Regions from separate parts of the Mustela erminea genome. Here region 2 is linked to region 1. The links are chromatin contacts, called in public Hi-C maps. All regions are on one chromosome and are shown on one strand. The core of a region is the stretch at or near the end of the contact, and the rest is flanking DNA. Distances in the headings are between cores, read along the strand shown.

What was found. A called contact is a pair of places that touch in the nucleus more often than the background predicts.
Region 2: a Hi-C map of fibroblasts shows a contact between it and region 1, with 5 times the contacts expected there. The contact joins two enhancer-like sites. A contact is called at or near these places in 3 of 3 Hi-C or Micro-C datasets (fibroblasts, skeletal muscle and spleen).

Annotation. Positions count from the first base shown.
Region 1 is chr14:39,736,580-39,740,726 of mMusErm1.Pri, forward strand. The region is part of intron 1 of LOC116573240 (a long non-coding RNA gene); the gene reads left to right. Among named protein-coding and RNA genes, the nearest start is that of CAMK2G, 11 kb to the left of the region's middle. Within about 2 kb of position 2,397, the one cell type or tissue checked has open chromatin away from gene starts, as enhancers often do. A contact at or near this core is called in fibroblasts, where this site is marked.
Region 2 is chr14:39,783,730-39,787,745 of mMusErm1.Pri, forward strand. No RefSeq gene overlaps it. Among named protein-coding and RNA genes, the nearest start is that of PLAU, 27 kb to the left of the region's middle. Within about 2 kb of position 1,257, the one cell type or tissue checked has open chromatin away from gene starts, as enhancers often do. A contact at or near this core is called in fibroblasts, where this site is marked.

The sequences.
Region 1 (4,147 bases), core at 1,147-3,646:
CATACAGCTCCCAGAATGCCCCTGCTTCTACAGACATGCTTAACACATTAAGAATGTATATGTCTAGGTTCATAGTACTTATCTCTGATTGTGGTATCAGTGTGAACTTCTTCCTCTTCCTTAGGTTTGCTTTCTAAATTTTTTTTATGCTGAACGTAGATTACTTGAATAACAGCAAGAAACACAATGCCACGTTTCTCCCTCGTCGTCTTATTATAATTTTCGTACAACTCTGCAAGGTAAATTTTTTTTTTTGGCAAGGTAAATTTTATATCCCCATTTTACAGATGAGAAAACTGAGGCACAGAGAAGTTAAGCTAGTCCTCTGAACTCAGCTCTTGAAATGTTTGGCACCTGATGACAGGCTCGCTGTTTGCTTGTTTTAAATTTTAGTTTGGCCTTCTGGTTAAAGCATAGGTTTCTTAAGGGCGGAGTCCTTACTTATTCTCATGTCTCCCTCTTCTTCCCTCCTCATGCTTTTATCAGACGACTATGTACTGGACGTAAAGGGTGCTTTTTAATGGATTGGTCCGGTCCATGTCTGATCTATTGTTATGATATGGTTCATTGTCTTGCTGGTGGTGCCATCGTGTATACTCTTGACCCTGGGCCTGCAGGTGGAGAACCTGAAGATCCTGGGGCACAGAGATAAGAAAGTTGGACCTCCACCCCCAAAAGGGCAGTGATTCGGCTTGTCCACTAGAGGCCGCAGTAGGCTCGGGTTTAGAGAGACATCAGGGCTGTAGATTACTCAGCAGACCCCACCCCAGGAGTCATTTCCAGTCCCAAATCTGTCTGAGAGCCCACAGGCCCAGAGACAGCCTATCAGTGCATCTGGCTCCAATTCCTTCCAATAGTTCCTCAGATTCGCGGACCTGGAATAAGTTAGCTCCAAAATAAAAGGTGCTGATGGCAGCTGCTGGCAGGCTCCAGATGCCCCTCAATTAGCTCAATCTACCAACATGCACGGAGCACTGTACTGAGCGCCTACTGTGTACCACGCAGCGTGCTAGATTCTGGGACTAGCCTGGTGAACAAGACAGACTCTGTTCCTGCCCTCCCAGCTCTTATGATCTAAGGAGGTACACAGACAAGCCTAAAAACATTGTATTGTATTTTAAGTGGCTAACATGATTTCTGTTCCAGGATTAGTTCTCCTTGGGTCTCATTTCGGTGTGGATTATCCCATGGGATATCTACCTGCTTTAGAGAAATGAGATAAATAAAGGTGAGAGGCAGAGAAAAGAAACTGTCCACATTTGGAGAATCACTGTGGAGCCCCCCTCATTGGCAGATCTTGGCAGATCTGAGGGTGTTTGGGGTTGGGGTGGGTACTGGGGCAAGGAAATGCCAGGCCACCTCTCCACAGCTTTTCTTCTCTCCTTTTTCCAAGTGACCTGAGAGCTTTGCTTGGAAAGGAAAGGAGAGTCCCCAGATTTTGGGGTGTGACCCAGACTGCAGGTTTTCTCACTATTTTTTCATTGCCTCTTTCTTTTCTTTGTTCCTTTTTCTCAGATTATTTGTCAACCAATATATTTATCAAATGAAGATTATGTTCAGGTTATCTCTTTTTACCCAGAAGCATGAAGTCAAGGAGTTGCAACAGTTAGGGAGATGAGATAATCAGAGAGGGGGAAGAGACAGACGCCCATGCAACGAAGCATTTTGACAAGTACAAATCGGTGGCTACGGACACTCATTGCTGGGGTCGATCCCTGGGGCTGATGTGGTCCGGGGAGGCTTCCTTCCTAGACAGGGAGACCAGGACCTTCCAAGATGAGCCCTCAATCTATCCTGGTAGGGTTTTTCTGTGAGAGACATCCTCAGAGAACAGAGGGGAGGATAAAACAGCCCCCATGCCCCAGCTGTTCATTCCACTGTGCCTGGACAAGGGGCTCAGAGGCCCATGTGCTCAACATTCCTGAGAAGCAGCTTCTGAGTCAGAGCCCCAGAAACAGCTGAGGCAGCTTCAGGCTGGAGTCTTGGCTCTCTTTTCCCCTTTTCTGTCCAAAAGCAACTCCCTCCCTAGCTATTTGGATGTGACCAGAAACCCAAGCAGGGCTCTGGGGTGGCAGCCTGGCTCAGCCAGTTTATAAAATGCCTTTGGTCCCTGCATCCGGTCCTAGGCTGCAGCCCTTAGGTAAAGGCGTGTGCCCCATACCATCTATGCCAGGAAGTCCAAGGGGTGAGGAAGATTCACCCCATGCCTACAAGTCAAAGCTCCCAATGCAGCCATTGTTGGGCTTCCTCCGGGAAGGGGTCTTAACTAGGACTTGGCTGGAGTGAAGACAGCAGCATTCCCTGGGCAATCTGCCAGCTCCTTCTCACTGCCTGGGCGTGGGGCCCAGGACATGCCAGGGCAATGCCAGCGAGCTGACTCAGGGGGCGGCATGAGGGGAAGAGAAAAACCCTTCTCACCCACCAGCTAAGAGAGGAGGTGCAGCTTACCCGAGGCTGGCTGTGACTGTCCTGTAGCGCAGACCACCAGCAGGCTCTGTGGGAGGGTCCCCTCCTCAGCCACTGAACCACCAAGCACCACATGTCCTGGGGCCCCCAGCAGGAGGTCAGGAGTCCCCCTCTCCCCCGACCCCAGTCCCCTTTCCTCCAAAGACCTCTAGATGTGCAAAGCTGGATTCCCAAAACCCCCTGCTGCGATTACTTCAGGCCCTGCCATTGTCACTTCCTTAAGACTGTGACCTTGAGCAAGCCACTTTGACTTTGGTGAGTCTTTTGATTCCTTATATTTAAGGTGGGACGGGTAATGCCTGCTTGTCCCAAAGGACTGCAGTAAGGATCAAATAAGATCATCTCTCTGAAGGATACTTAAATACTTTCCAGCTCGTTTATAATAAGGTATTATTATTGTCATGGTTATTCCTAAGACGGGCATTAAAGCCACTGGCCCTTGAACCTCAAAGTCCTCCTCTTTGCCTCTTTTGTCTGTCAAGTTGCTGCTTGTTAACCCAGGCCTGAGCCTCAGAGGCAGTGACACAGGCTTTTCTGCAGGGTGCTGTGGTGCCAACCTAGGGAAGCAGCCTCCCCTAGCCCAGCTCTGTTAAACAGGTTCTTTCCCTTCTAATCAGACTCCTCCAGTCCAGTTTGCCTGCAGTGATGACAAAGGAACCGAAAATAGCACAGGCTCTGCAAACACGGCTGGAGACAGCTTGGGGCATAAGGTGTAGCCTGTCACCCGTGGGCCTGTCTGGGCATCCCGGCCAGGTGCAGCCCTCACCCCTCTAGGGCCTGGTGTGTCTTCCTCCATGCAACAGAGGATGACAGTGCCTCCTGTCAGCACTTTAGGTGGCTGAGTTGGAATCACTGCCTAGAAAGTTGGCTTGACTAGAGGTGCTGGGGGTGGGGGCTCACAGCTCTCCCCAACCAGCTCCTCACACACACACACTCTTGAGGCCTCTCCCTGCACCACGCTAAGATCGTGCAGAAAGGCAGCTGTCTTACAGTTCCGGGAAGGGCTGTGACTGGGAGCCGGGAGAGTCTGATTCTGAGGACCCTGCAGCCAGCAGGCCCTGGCTTGTCACTCTTGCTGCAGAACCAGTTTGGGATAGGCAGCTGCTGGGCCTGACTCTGCTCTGAGACTTTGCATGGGGACCTGGTGTATTCAAACGAGGAGGCATGCAGGGAGCCAGGGGCAGGAGCTGCCAGACCTCAGAGCAGTGTTCCTCATCGCTGAGACCTCCCTAACTCCCCATCTTGGAAGCTGTCATTTTCATGCAGCACTGAGTCTCACTCTTAGAACTTTCTCATCCAACTCTGCCTTAAACACTTTTCTCTAGCCAAGGTATTCCTCTCCTGGGGGATTGTTGTAAAAAGATGAAGTCTTAGTTTAGGTCAAGAATCCCAAACTGATGGTCCGTTGGCTAAATCCAGCCCTTCAGCCTGTTTTTGTTGACTTGCACAATTTCATTTGGGAGGTTTTAACATAAAACAATCCAGATTTCAGGATGCCTGGGTGGCTTAGTCAGTTAAGCGATGGACACTTGGTCAACAGACCAAGAGGTGTTCAGCAAGGGGTCTGCTGGATATTCTTTCTCCCTCTCCCTCGGCCCCCTCACTTGTTCTCTCTCTAAAATAAATAAATAAATAAATCTTAAAAAAAAAATCCAGGTTTCAAATGTTTCTTAACATTTTG
Region 2 (4,016 bases), core at 7-2,506, 46 kb after region 1:
TCCTGAAGCCCACTGAGTGCATTCCTTCACCTAAGGGTGACAGGCTGGGAGCTGGAAGAGGGGTACCGGTGACTTCTGAAACCCCCTTTCCTCTGCACTCTGCACTAAGTGTAATATTTCACTGTGGCCTGGTTCTTGGAGGGTAGGGGTGGAGAGCAGACAGTGGACTAGGAGGCCCATTTGGCTAGGACCTCCCATTTTTGAAGGGCCTCAGATACAGACCTGAAATGTGGGGCTTATGTATCTGGCACAGAGCTGCCCTCAGTCTTACTTACTGGGATCAACAGAAATCATGCATCCCCAGCATGTCCCATTACCAGACCACGTCCACCACTGCAGTGTGCTGTAAATTCTTTTCATACAGCTTGTGAATGGTACCATTAAGTTACAGTATGTGTGTGGAGGGAGTGGGTGGGGGTATCACAAGGCTTAATTTGCTAAGTATAAATATTTGAAATAAGCCACAATTTTAATAGTTTGGGGGTCATTAAAAAAAACACAGGGGACACCTGGGTGGCTCAGTTGGTTAGGCGGCTGCCTTCGGCTCAGGTCATGATCCCAGCGTCCTGGGATCGAGTCCCACATCAGGCTCCTTGCTCGGCACGGAGCCTGCTTCTCCCTTTGCCTCTGCCTGCCATTCTGTCTGCCTGTGCTCGCTCTCACTCTCGCTCTCTCTGTCTCTCTGACAAATAAATAAATAAAATCTTTAAAAAAAAATCAGGAACCATAAAAATGGAAATAGGAAACATATTTTTAAAAATAATAAAATGCAAGTACTCTGGCCCTATCTTCACTTGTGAGAGGGATAAGGGGAGTGCCAAGCAGGAGGCTCAGAGCGCTGTCCCAGCTGGGTGCTTGGACTGAGCTTCTGAAGGACAGACTATCACACCAGCCCCTAGGCCCTGTTGGGAGTTCTTCCTTCCCTGCTCTGGCCAACTCTGGCTCCATCCGTATTCCTCTAGCGGCCTCTGCTGGGCTGGGGGGGTGAAAGCGGCCGGGATAGGGTGGCGCCCGCCCCTCGGGCTGGGTGAGATGGCCTGAGGGGCAGTGTGTGGACCTTGCTGTCAAAGGGGGCTCAGAGAAGATAAGCTCTGGCTACCTCAAGGTTGTTTATGGCAGACTCTGGGTTTTAGAAATCATTCGGACAGTGGTGCTGAGGAGGGGAGGGAAGTCCAGGTCTGAGGGCAGCTGGCTTAGCCCAGGGAGAGAAATGATCTGTTGCTGGGTGGGGATGAATGACTCAAGTTCTGCCCTTCTATTTCCACCTCCGTATGGATCATGACCCTCTCTGAGAAGGTCAGACCTCCTCCATGCAGCTGGTTGGGTCATGAACTCTCTGATTCAGAGAGAGGAATAGGAAGCCCGCTGAGGCTTCTTGGCCACAGCTGAGTTCTCCGATCCAACTTTTACTCAAGACCCTTGTTCTGAGGGCACGCGAGAGCCTTACGGCCACTTACTAAAAACACTTCTTCTTGCCCATGTGGCATTCATCCCTGTGAACTAGATGGAAGCATTCAGGTCCCCAGACTCTTCTTCGCACATACTGGTGACCAAGTGGGATCCTGTGAGTATTTAGGATAAAAATAACACACGGGAGCCCACAGCTTACTGCAGCTGCCGGGGCTCGTGACAGAAGCTGGTATCAGGTTGTTGAGGAAAGAGAGCCTTTTAGGTCTAGCAAAGGCGCACTTCAACCAGACAGAGGTTGTAGTCATCATGAATAAAGCAGATTATATCACCACAGCTTGCTTTACCCCCTTCACCCTGTTTCTCATCCAATATCGCAGATGGAAACTTTAAACTATAGAAAAGGGGCACCTGGGTGGCTCACTGGGCTAAAGCCTCTGCCTTCGGCTCAGGTCGTGATTCCAGGGTCATGGGATCGAGTTCCGCATCGGGCTCCCTGCTCAGCAGAGAGCCTGCTTCCTCCCCTCTCTCGGCCTGCCTCTCTGCCTACTTGTGATCTCTGTCTGTCAAGTAAATAAATAAATAAAATCTTTTAAAAAAACTATAGAAAAAACAGCTCAGTTTCACATGAACTAAGAACTCTCACGTGTGATGTTTGGGGCCATTAAGTTGATAGTGGTAACAGCTGTCCCCAATTCTGTCCCCTTTCTCTTTTTGTGTATTACCCAGTCATGAGACAGTTTCAGCAGCTCCTGAAATCATGCCCCCCTCTATTTGTATGCCCAGGTCAGCCCTGGCTCGCCTCTGCACAGACCCTTATCATGACTGTGGACTTCACAGGCCAGAAACTATGGCTCCACCATAAGAGGGCGGTTGGGTTTTTTTTAAATCAATGGACAGTAAAGAGGAAATGAATATGTGTAACCATTGAAAAAGCCCATTTCTAGAGCAGTCTGTGTTTAGGAATCAAGTTTGCTCAGACTCGGGATTACTATCTGGAATGTATAGGAAACTCCCACAGATCAACAAGAGAAAGACCAGAAACCCAATGGGAAGTGAACAACTGATAGATCAGGAAATCACAGAAGAGAAATCAGAATGGCTCACCGGTGTGTGAAGAGATGCTCAACCTTAGGAGCATTCTGAGCAATGTCAATTAAAACATGATATCACTTTGTGTTCATTAGAGTAGCAAAAGTTAGACAATTCATATGTTGTTGGTAAGGATGTGGGAAAAAGGCAACCACAGGAGGGGGGTAGTATAAACTTGTAGAACCATTCTAGAAGCCATCTGACTCTATTTCATGAATTTAAATATGCTATACCCAAAGAGCCAGCAATCTTACTCCTGGGTATAGTGCCCTGGAAAAAACTTGCAGACACATCCCTAATGGAACATAAGCAAGCATATTTGTTAGAGGAATGTGTAAAGAGGCAACCTAGGAGTTCATCATTGGAGAAAGGATGAAGTGAAGTGTATGGATGGCCATTTTACAGTACTATGCAGTAGTCAGATGTAATGAACCAAATGTACTTAGAGCCACACAACAATATTAAAAACATATGTCATGTAAGGAAGAAATACACTAAAATTTATGGCATAATACCATTTATGTAGGCTAACATCACACCTATCCAGAAAAGAACACTATGTTATCTTTTAAGAATGCCTACAAACCCAAGAACATATATTTTTTTTAACAACAATTTTCTTTTTTTAAAAAAGAGTTACAGGGGTGCCCGGGTGGCTCAATTGGTCTGCCTTTGGCTCAGGTCATGATACAGAGGTCCAGGGATCGAACCCTGCATCGGGCTCCCTGCTCGATGGGGAGTCTGTTTCTCCCTCTGCCCTGTCCCTGCTTCTGCTCTCTCTCAAATGAATAAATAAAATCAAAAAAGAGTTAGATATTGATTTGTAGCTTTCTTTTCTTTTTCTTTAAGATTTATTTATTTTAGAGAGGGAGGGAGGGCAGAGGGAAAGAGAGAATCCTGAAGCCAACTCCCTACTGAGTGGGGAGTCCAACATGGGACTGCATCCCACGACCCTGACATCATGACCTGAGCCCAAATCAAAAGTCAGATGTTTAACTAATAGTGCCATCCAGGAACCTCCCAAGGACAGGTATTAAATGCATTACAGTGAGGCCCCTTTTGGAGTAAGGAGAAGGGTGAGTCAGTAGGGGGATGAATTGGGGAAATAAAATAAAAGAAGGCACCTTACAAATGATGAAATAATGTACAATGATGAACTGAAGAGGTTTGCCCAACTTTCTGTACCAGAGATAAAAGTTATCCCCCAAAAGTTGGCCAATAATAAGGGCATCTGGAGCTTCCCTTATAGAAGGGCCGCAGCATGGAGCCCAGCAAGGTTTCCATCTCATGACCCGGAGATCATGACTTGAGCAGAAACCAAGAGGCAGTCACTTAACCAACTGAGCCTCCCAGGAACTCTTGGAGGCATTTAAAAGCGACACAGGAATTGTGTGAGTGAGAAAGCAGGTAAAGGCTTAGGCTCCCAGGTGCCACACTCAGGGAAGTCACAGTGTTGGAATTACAACGGAAGTCATAGGGAAGATGCACAATGCGGGAAGCCAGAACCCAAAGGATCC